2 separate regions of the Mus musculus genome follow, and region 1 is linked to region 2. The links are chromatin contacts, called in public ChIA-PET maps. All regions are on one chromosome and are shown on one strand. The core of a region is the stretch at or near the end of the contact, and the rest is flanking DNA. Distances in the headings are between cores, read along the strand shown. Region 1 overlaps Btbd11 (BTB (POZ) domain containing 11). Region 2 overlaps Btbd11 (BTB (POZ) domain containing 11).

The links. ChIA-PET counts read pairs in DNA pulled down with a chosen protein or histone mark.
Region 1: an RNA polymerase II ChIA-PET map of memory CD8 T cells shows a contact between it and region 2, with 6 read pairs. The contact joins two enhancer-like sites. A contact is called at or near these places in 20 of 484 Hi-C or Micro-C datasets (the HPC-7 cell line, adipose-derived mesenchymal stem cells, cerebellar granule neurons and 9 more), 8 of 115 datasets of contacts at active chromatin or transcription factors (bone marrow-derived macrophages, embryonic stem cells, memory CD8 T cells and 1 more) and 1 of 9 other capture datasets (embryonic stem cells).

The regions. Positions count from the first base shown.
Region 1 is chr10:85,622,856-85,627,258 of GRCm38.p6, forward strand. It overlaps Btbd11 (BTB (POZ) domain containing 11), which reads left to right. Exons shown (of 17, transcript NM_028709.2): 5 at 2,048-2,213; 6 at 4,342-4,403. Among named protein-coding and RNA genes, the nearest start is that of Gm40731, 35 kb to the left of the region's middle. Within about 2 kb of position 2,221, at least 52 of the 459 cell types and tissues checked have an H3K27ac peak or open chromatin away from gene starts, as enhancers often do. A contact at or near this core is called in memory CD8 T cells, where this site is marked.
Region 2 is chr10:85,543,438-85,547,914 of GRCm38.p6, forward strand. It overlaps Btbd11 (BTB (POZ) domain containing 11), which reads left to right. Exons shown (of 17, transcript NM_028709.2): 2 at 3,005-3,154. Among named protein-coding and RNA genes, the nearest start is that of Gm40731, 44 kb to the right of the region's middle. Within about 2 kb of position 1,769, at least 6 of the 459 cell types and tissues checked have an H3K27ac peak or open chromatin away from gene starts, as enhancers often do. A contact at or near this core is called in memory CD8 T cells, where this site is marked.

The DNA of each region.
Region 1 (4,403 bases), core at 971-3,470, 80 kb after region 2:
CAATGAATCAAGTCGGATGACTCCCAGAGATTTAAACACACACACACATGCACACACACGCATGCACGTGTACTTTAGACTAACATGCATAGATTCACACTTACTCCCCCTGGAGGCCTCTGTGATCTGTGTTCTGGGGTCTTGCCTTGTTACCCTGATGCCACAATGTCTCCTTGGGCAGATGTGGGGACCATTAGCCCTTAGGATGAAGTTGGCCGCCACACTAAAGGTGAGGGATCCTGAGTTTCTCTGCATGTTTAGCTCTGCCCTTCAAAAGATAAAAGAGGAAACCCAGTTAAATTTCCATCTTCGATAAACAATGAATAAAGCTTTGGTATAAAGATGCCCCACGCACCTTTGATCTAGCATTTATATTTGCCTAATCTGGCAATGCTTGACAAGTTCAAAGCCCACGCGTACTGGACCGAGAAGCTGTAAGGCACAGCTCCATTCAGTGTTTAGGATGTCAATGTCATGTTTGAAGCCAGGCCCTGGGGTCCCTCCATCCTCTCCCACCACACAGGCAGCTGTGTAGCTGAAGGGTCTCTGTGGTCTTGCCCCTCCTCTCTCAGCAACTGGCACAGATTGCCCAGAGGTTAATGCCCTAGAAACACTGGGCTCTGTGGATAGCCTCAAATACCCTGCCATGTCTCACCTGGACCCTTGCTCCTGCTGGCTCTGCACAGAGTGCTCTTGTCTTCTGCCATTCCTCTCCCCATACCTACAACCACAGCTCAAGGGCCACCTTCCGAGGAAGCCTAGGCTCCCCTAGGCTGTGTGTGGTGCAAAGGGGCTTATAGTTTCATAACATTTTTTATTTAGAGAGAGAACCACCGAACCCTAAATACTTGTATGAGATACATGAGAATATGGCCTATGCTTGTCTTCTCCGGACTGTCTTCATGCTTGTCTTCTACCAGACTGTGGGCTTCCAGCGCAGGGCTGCTGACATGACCCTAACAGGCACTCAATCAACACATTGTTGCTTGATTATTGTTGAGTGATTATTGACCAGTTCATGGGGACTGGGAGAAGGTACTAACATTCTTTCAACATGAAGCCTGTATCACCCTCTCTCATTGGTTTCCTCCCTCGTTTCCTGGCCTAGCCTCTTGCTCCCTGAAGTGGCTTGCTGAAGCACCTTGCCATCTCTCATTTCATCTAGCAAGTTCTCCAGCTTGTTCTATTTTGAAAGGAGAGAGTCCATCCTGAGCTCTGTCCACTCTCCTGTCTTAATGCCCCCTGTCTCCTCTGTCACTGGAATGGACCCAGGCAAATGCCTGCTCAGAAGTCCACAGCCAAGTATGAGGGCTCAGTCAAGTGAACAGGAAAGCAGTAGGTTCTGCACTCGGGAGCTAGAGTGGCACAGAAGATCCGAAGACGGGTTCTCCACACATGCTTCTCTGGTTCAAATCCAAGCTATCACTTATAGATGGGGTAGCCTCAGAAAGATTCCTCATTCCTGTTTTTTGGACAGTCCCCCCATAGGAATTATGCCTTCTATTGTGTGGGACCCGAATGTAACAACTCAGATAAAACATTCAGCAGAGAACCTAACCTATTTTTTTAAAAAATGCCTAAATATTTGCATAATGAAATGATTCTTAGCTGAGGATTCTACTGGCACACTGAGGGACCACACCTAAGCTCAGTAAAGACAGGATTTAGAACCGCCAGAAATTGGGGGGGGGGGGGCGGGGGGGGCGGGCGCGGAGTGAGACACCAGTTGTTTGGTTGGGTTTTTTGAGACAGGGTTTCTCTATGTAGTCCTAGCTGTCCTGGAACTCACGTTATAGACCAGGCTGATCTCGAACTCAGAGACCTATCAGCCTCTGCCTCCCGAGTTCCAGGAGTAAAGAGTGCTCCACCCGTGCAGGCTGAGGCAGTTCTTTTAAATGGAAACCTAGAAAAGGCAAAAACCTAGGAAAAGCCCGCGAGGATCTCAGGTGCTCGGTGGGGGTTGCTAAGACGTTTGATCTCAGGGACCAGATCCTGGGGGGAAAAGCGGCTGCACCCACGTGACCATCTCTCCCTCCCCACCCCTCAGGGCGGACGACTGCTTTTGTGCTTCTCGGAAGCTGGACGCCGTGGCCATCGAAGCCAAGTTCAAGCAGGACTTGGGCTTCCGGATGCTGAATTGTGGACGGACCGACCTGGTGAAGCAGGCAGTGTCTTTGCTGGGGCCGGATGGAATCAACACCATGAGCGAACAGGTACCAATCTGCTTGGACCTCATCTCCTCCCGTGCTTAGCCTGGGCGCGAGCAGCTGACGGGACACAGGCTCCCTCTGCTGATCGATTAAAAAAATTAATGCCCCTCCCCTGCCTCTCTCTCTCTCTCTCTCTCTCTCTCTCTCTCTCTCTCTCTCTCTCTCTCTCTCTCTCTTAGTGTTTGGGGGTTTTTGGTTTGGTTTGGTTTTAATTTTCTAAAAATACACTTGCCCATCTTTATGGAAATCTCACATGATTGTCGCAGCTGAAATTTAAAAAGGAATGAAAACCAGACCTGTTCCAGAAAGGAGATGGAGCCCCTAGGTTGGCCATCGTTTGTATTTAGGACTCTGCAACCTTCAAGTCTCTTTACTGGCATGTTAAAGGCTTTTCTCTGCCAGTCTGCTGTTGGCTCCAGACAGATCTAGGCCATGCGCACTGTGCTCTTAGGGTGGGTGTGTTTAAAGACACCAAAGTCAGTCTGGGGACCCTAGAGCACATTCAGATAGGGCAGCACCAACCAGATTCTGAACATGGTGCCATGAGAGGCAACCACAAGTCACAGAGGGGACTTTGGGGATGTGGTGGTGTCATAGACCGTGCAAATGGACAGCCATTCTCAGTGTGAATCCTGAGTGCTGTTACAAGGGACAGATGGGGCTGTTTCTTCCACAGGCAGCTCTTGCAAAGAGCTCCCACGAAGGGAATAGAAGGGACTGTATAATGACAGCTAATCACTTTCTTGGACAACGTCAGGGATCCTCAGTACACAATCATGTGTATCTTGTATGTTTAAAACCAGGGACTTATTTATCTGTTTTATTTTTTCAGTATTTTACATTCCAGATACCTTACAATGTCAATGAATATTCTTTTTTAAGTCGCTTTTAGTGTCTCTATAAAGTGATTACTATTTGTTTATTAACCATCCTTCCCCCATCATATATTTAAAGTGTTTGTGACTAGTGCTGAGCTAAGCACACTTACACAAATCTTTGTTCCAATCTCTATTTCCTTGGGGAAATGTTTCTTTAAAACAGAAGTGTCTCAAATGTACCAGCCTTTCCTGAATTCTCAGTCTTCAGTACTGCCCCTCCCCCTAGGAGTCTGACTAGTCTTTGCACACCTCTAGTTATATATGTATTCCCTGCTAGTCCACTTTCCTTTTGCCTGCTTTTTATCAGCATTTTTTACTGTTTTCTTGTTTTCTTAGAGGAATTCTTCCTGTATCAGGGCACGAAGTCCTTTAGTGGAACCAAGGTATCTCAGTTTGTCGTTGACGTTGGAATTTTGCCCGTAAAGTTTTCAGTTCCACAGCGATGTGCAGTGCTAGAGCCCCTCTCATGTATGCTATACTTCATCCCCTTTCTGCCTAGAGACAGGGGCAGAAACCAACTTGGCATTGCTTACAATTTTAATTCTTTCTGACTATCTCTAGTAAAAAATTGTTATACTGGTGTATAGTGTGAGACAAGGCTGTAGCATGAATATCTTCCCAAATAACTGCCTTCACAGCCCTTTGGATGGAGAGCCCCACCCCTTCCTCCTGTTGGTTGTGATGCTCGGTTTGTGATGAGCAGGAGTCGGAGAAGGGGAAGTTTTCCTGAAGGCCATCCTGCCTCAGTGCCTTGACTTGTATAGAGTGATATCAGAGCAGATGTCAGTGAAAGCAACCACAGGGATATCCAGTGACCATTGACTCTGTCTGACCCAAGGCTCATACAGAGCAGCAAGGACGCCTTGTCATGCTTCGAAGAGACAAATGTCAAAGACACTGTAGTCATCATAATTAAATACTTTAGGGGTTGATGTTACAGAATCCAGAAAATTCCTGTGAGACCCACCCCCACCACATCCCAATCAGCCACTGGTTGTAAAGACACACATAGGTTTGTTGTACTGTGAAAACCCTCCAACTTAAGCCACAATCACAAAAGGTGATGTTCACCTCCCCTCACTCCTCCCCTGTAGTTTCCAGAATGTGGAAGGTTGTGACCCTGTGTGTGACAGGGCTCCACACTGACTCTTTTGTCCTGCCAGAGTCTGAGTCCAATAAGATGCTCCATGTGTTTGTCAACTGACCACGGCCACCTTGTAAACGTCTCCGTCTCTGGTTTTTAACCACCGCAGGGTATGACCCCCTTGATGTACGCCTGCGTCCGTGGGGACGAGGCAATGGTGCAGATGCTGCT
Region 2 (4,477 bases), core at 519-3,018:
GACACTAAACTTTGGTGTTCAGGCCTTCTTATTCACCTAGATAGTTTTTACATTAGAAAAAATAAGTATTTCAGTTTATGTGTTAAGCCCTATGAGGCAATTTGAATGAAATTGGGCTCCGTGGGCCCATAGAGAGTGGCATTGTTAGGAGGTGTGTCCTTGGTATGGCCTTGTTGGAGGAATTGTGTCACTGTAGGTGGGCTTTGAAGTTTCAGAAACTCAAGTCAGGCTCAGCATCACTGTCTGATGCCTGCCAATCCAGGTGTAGAACTTCGGGCTCCTTCTCCAGCATTATGTCTGCCTGTCTCCATGCTTCTCGCCATGACAATAATGGACTAAACCTCTGAACTGTAAGCCAGTCCCAGTGAAATGTTCTCTTTCATAAGAGTTGCCGTGGTCCTGGTGTCTCGTCACAGCCAGAGAATCCTAAGACAATATATATGGAGTTAAGAAAATAAAGCCATAATACATAATCTTTGCATAATAGATCAATTACAGATTTTGCAAATCTCCGCCATCCAGTTCTTAAGGCTTCTTTGAATAATGGCATTTCCTCATTTGAATTTCATACCTCTATGAAAGGACAAGCAACTCCAAGGGGGATTGTTCATCTGCGCAATGAAGCATGAAGAAATCCAGAGCTGGTGTTTCATCTCAGGTCGATGTGTGGTGAACCCTTCTGCTTAGCACTTGAAAGACAGCCTAGCCCATCGGATCTCATTTCCCATCCCCGTCCCCAGCAGCCCCAGAAGAAAGTCAAATCCAGTGATTTATCCCACCCCCATCCCCTGCCCCCATTTCACATTGAGGTTCACGGACCTGTCTGAGGTCAAGCTAGGGTGAAGCTCAGAGACCCAGACTCAAGTTTCTTTCTCCTGTGCCCGTTGATCCCTGTGGAGAGAGCAGCATACAGGCCGGCAATCTGGGTTAACCCACAGCCAGTGATAAAAGCCACGGGCACATGAAAACCTTAGGGACACCTGAGGACCTGTGCTGATACTGGTCTGCCTCTTCCCCCTCAGTGTTCAGGACTTCACTCTTGGCTCTTTAAGCCCCTTGATTCTGCTTCCCTCTACCCACAAGTAGAAATTTAACCTCACTTTCTAGCCCTGATCATGATTTTCTGGCATCATATGTATTGACCCCTTCAAGGGGATAGGAGGTCCATGTGTTAGAGCCACAGACATCAGAGACCTCAGGTGAGGGATAAGCCCAAGATCTATTGCCATGGCAGCAGCCTCTTGGTCCAGCCTCTGACCCTCAGGTTGGTGTGAGGAAGGAAGAAGATGACTCAAGGCCTCCCTGCCTGGTTCCAATGGGAGGATGTTAGAGAGGCAGAGGGGTCTCTTGCATAGTGGGCACCTTCTGTAGGTCTGGCCTTCCCTGTCTGAAAACTGAAAGGTCCTCAGGTGTCCTATGAATAGTGAGGCTGTATTGGCCTGTCTGCCAGGCTGCGATGTTTTCCAAGCTCATTGCCTGTTCCAGCACATTAGTCTGCCCTCTGTGTGTGCTGGGCTGTGATATGAAGTACGTTCTTTGGAGCTACAAAGTGTCTGACACAAAAGCAGTTCGAGAAGAGTCTTCAATGAAAATTTGTGTGAAAAATTTCAGGCTTATAGAATTTCAGAGTATTAAAACTGAATGGGCCTTCATATCCTTTAGCCACTGTTACCACGAATTGGAAACAATGGTTACTCTAGCTGCCTCCCCCTCCCCCCCTACAGTCTCAGCCAGGGCTTTGAGTGGCAGGATTTGGGTGGGGCTACTGAGATCTGTGATCTGAGCCGGGTGGGTGATGAGTGAAGCTGAGCTCACCGGCTTTACCTTCTGCTTCCTTTCCCTCTGCCTGTTGGCTAACATCACTTACACCATTCAGCACCTGTATGTGGATCATGGGTTATCTCTCCCAAGTTCCTCTGTGAGCATCGAGGGTGTGTGTGTGTGTGTATTTGGCTGGGGTATACCACTGTGTGTGTGTGTGTGTGTTTCTCCCCTTCCTTAAATGAGCAAGGCTACCCAGGGTATGTTCTGTTCATCATAAAGGCAGAGCTCAGGAAAGCAAGTTCAATGTCATAGGCACTTTTCAGGCTCTGAGTCTGTCTTCTCTGTTAATGTACCCTTGACCAAAGTAAGTCAATTCATCAGACATGAAATTCCAGAAGCAGGGACACACTCCTTCCTCCTGGAGGTGGTTAGCAATTTAGTGACTGGTAAATGACTCTGCATAAGCCACATATTTACAATTCAGGTCCTCACTAAATGTTTCCAGAGCAAACAGGGAGGAAGAGTAGTGTATTCCAGGAATTTCTGTGGGCATTCACAGTACAAGGTATAGAAATCCTAGCCCCAACCCCATATACATCACTACAGAGAAACCCTGAAGCCTTGTCTCCCAGATCACCGGACAGCCACCCCAGTTACATGTATTCAACCAATGAAGAAAGTCCTTAAAGGCTACCACCTGCAGGGACTGCCTTTCCCCAGTCCCTAGTGCTTGGGCTGTCTCTTGAAGAAAGAACGAGGCAGTCATCTCTGGGTTCAGGAGAAGCACCTCGCAGCAGACAGATCCTCTGCTAAGCCAGAGAACAAGTCTGTTCATGATCTTTGGAAATATAACGCCCAGACGAAAGCTCGCATGGCTGGTTAATTAGCATCTATATCTAAAAGGGGTCCAAGGTCTGGAATGTAGCTCAGTTGGTTTCTGCTTGCCTAGCAGGGATGAAGGCTTGATTTCCAGCGCCAAATAAACTGGACATGGTTGTGCACACCAGCAATCCCAGGAGATAGAGGGGGGAGAATCACAAGTTCAAGGTCACCCTTGGCTACATAATGATTGGGGACAGCACCAATGGGAGCTCTATATGCTACCTTGTTTCAAAAGGGGTTGGAGGTCCAGAGTGTGGGCTCCTGTCTCAGCTTCTGACGGTTAGAAGTTTGGCACCTCTCGCTTGATGAATGGAAAAGTGACTAGTTGTCTTGCCTTCTCTGTCCCTCCCTACTGCAGGTGTGCTGAGCCTGCCAGAGAGCCTGAACCTGCACCGAGACCCACAGCGGCCCAGCAAGCCGGGAGAGCTCCCCATGTTCAGCCAGTCAGAGCTGAGGACCATCGAGCAGTCCCTGCTGGCCACACGGGTGGGCAGCATCGCCGAGCTCAGTAAGTGGACACTCTCTCTAAACCTGGCGTCCGTCCCACATAGCCTCTCTATGTCAGAAGTGGCATGCCAGTCTCTCATGCCAAAGGTGCTCATGCTGACCTGTCCAGGGTGCCTTTATTGAGTGCTTGCTGTGTACATAAAGCAGTGCCAGTGAAATTAGGAAAGATGAGGGCTCTAGAGGAAGGAAGGCCTGCTAAGTCTCCCAGCTCTGTCATTGCCTTAGGGAAATCTAGTCTGCATCTACCCTGAGCCTGTTTCCTTTCCAATTACACTGAAGAAATCATCTCAGCCAGTGCTGCTGATGTTCTGATATGGAATACTTAGACGCCTATCTCAGGGTGTGGTATCTTGCCTGCTGCAGGCAATATATGTGATCTCCAAACAGTGCCCATTAACTATTGATGACTATAGCAGCATCTGTTGAATGCACATCAGATCTCCTCTGTCTTCTGTTCAGAATTCATCCCTGGTTCCTTTCTGATCCACAGGACAAGCCCAAGTCCTCAGAACTGCTCTCAGGCTCCCCACCCACTACACTCTGTCTTCCCTTTGGTCCTTTCTGTTCCTTGACCACAAGAGGGAAACCCCAGGACCTTTGCACTGACCGCTCCCCCAAGCCAAAACAACTCTCCACGTCTTGCTCTCTCACCCTTGTGAAACAGTAACTCTCTAAAGACTCTTTTCTTACCTCAGGCTAGTAAAGCAATCCACTAGAATAGACAAGGCAAGCATCTGGGGTCTGGAGAGATGGATAAACAGTCAAGAGCCCCCAAACCCATAACAGTCCCCTCCCTCCCATCTCCTAGTCACACTCCACATTTAACTGCTTTACTTTTTGCATTGCCTCTCTCCCTGCTGGAGTCTGTCCTCCCTTCCTGACGGGACAAACGTTTGATGTGTTCACTGATAAAACAGTAACAGATAGATAATGATAGATAGATAGATAGATAGATAGATAGATAGATAGATAGATAGATAGATAGATAATAGATAGATAGACAGATGCATAGATACATGATAGACACATAGATTCATATATACATACATACATAGATGATAGATAGATAAATACATAGATGATGGATAGATAGATACATACATACATACATACATACATATAACACTATCTGGAACTTGGGAAGTATGAAACACAGAAGAAAGGGGGTAAAGAAAGAAGGAAAGGAGGTGGGTCACAAAAAAGTATAAAAGAAATAAAAGAAGATGTAGTGGTCAATTGTGCTACCATGATTGGATAAAAAAATGCCCAGGGAGGACCACTGAGGTGGCTCAGTGGGTGAAGGGGCTGCTGCCAAGACTGATGA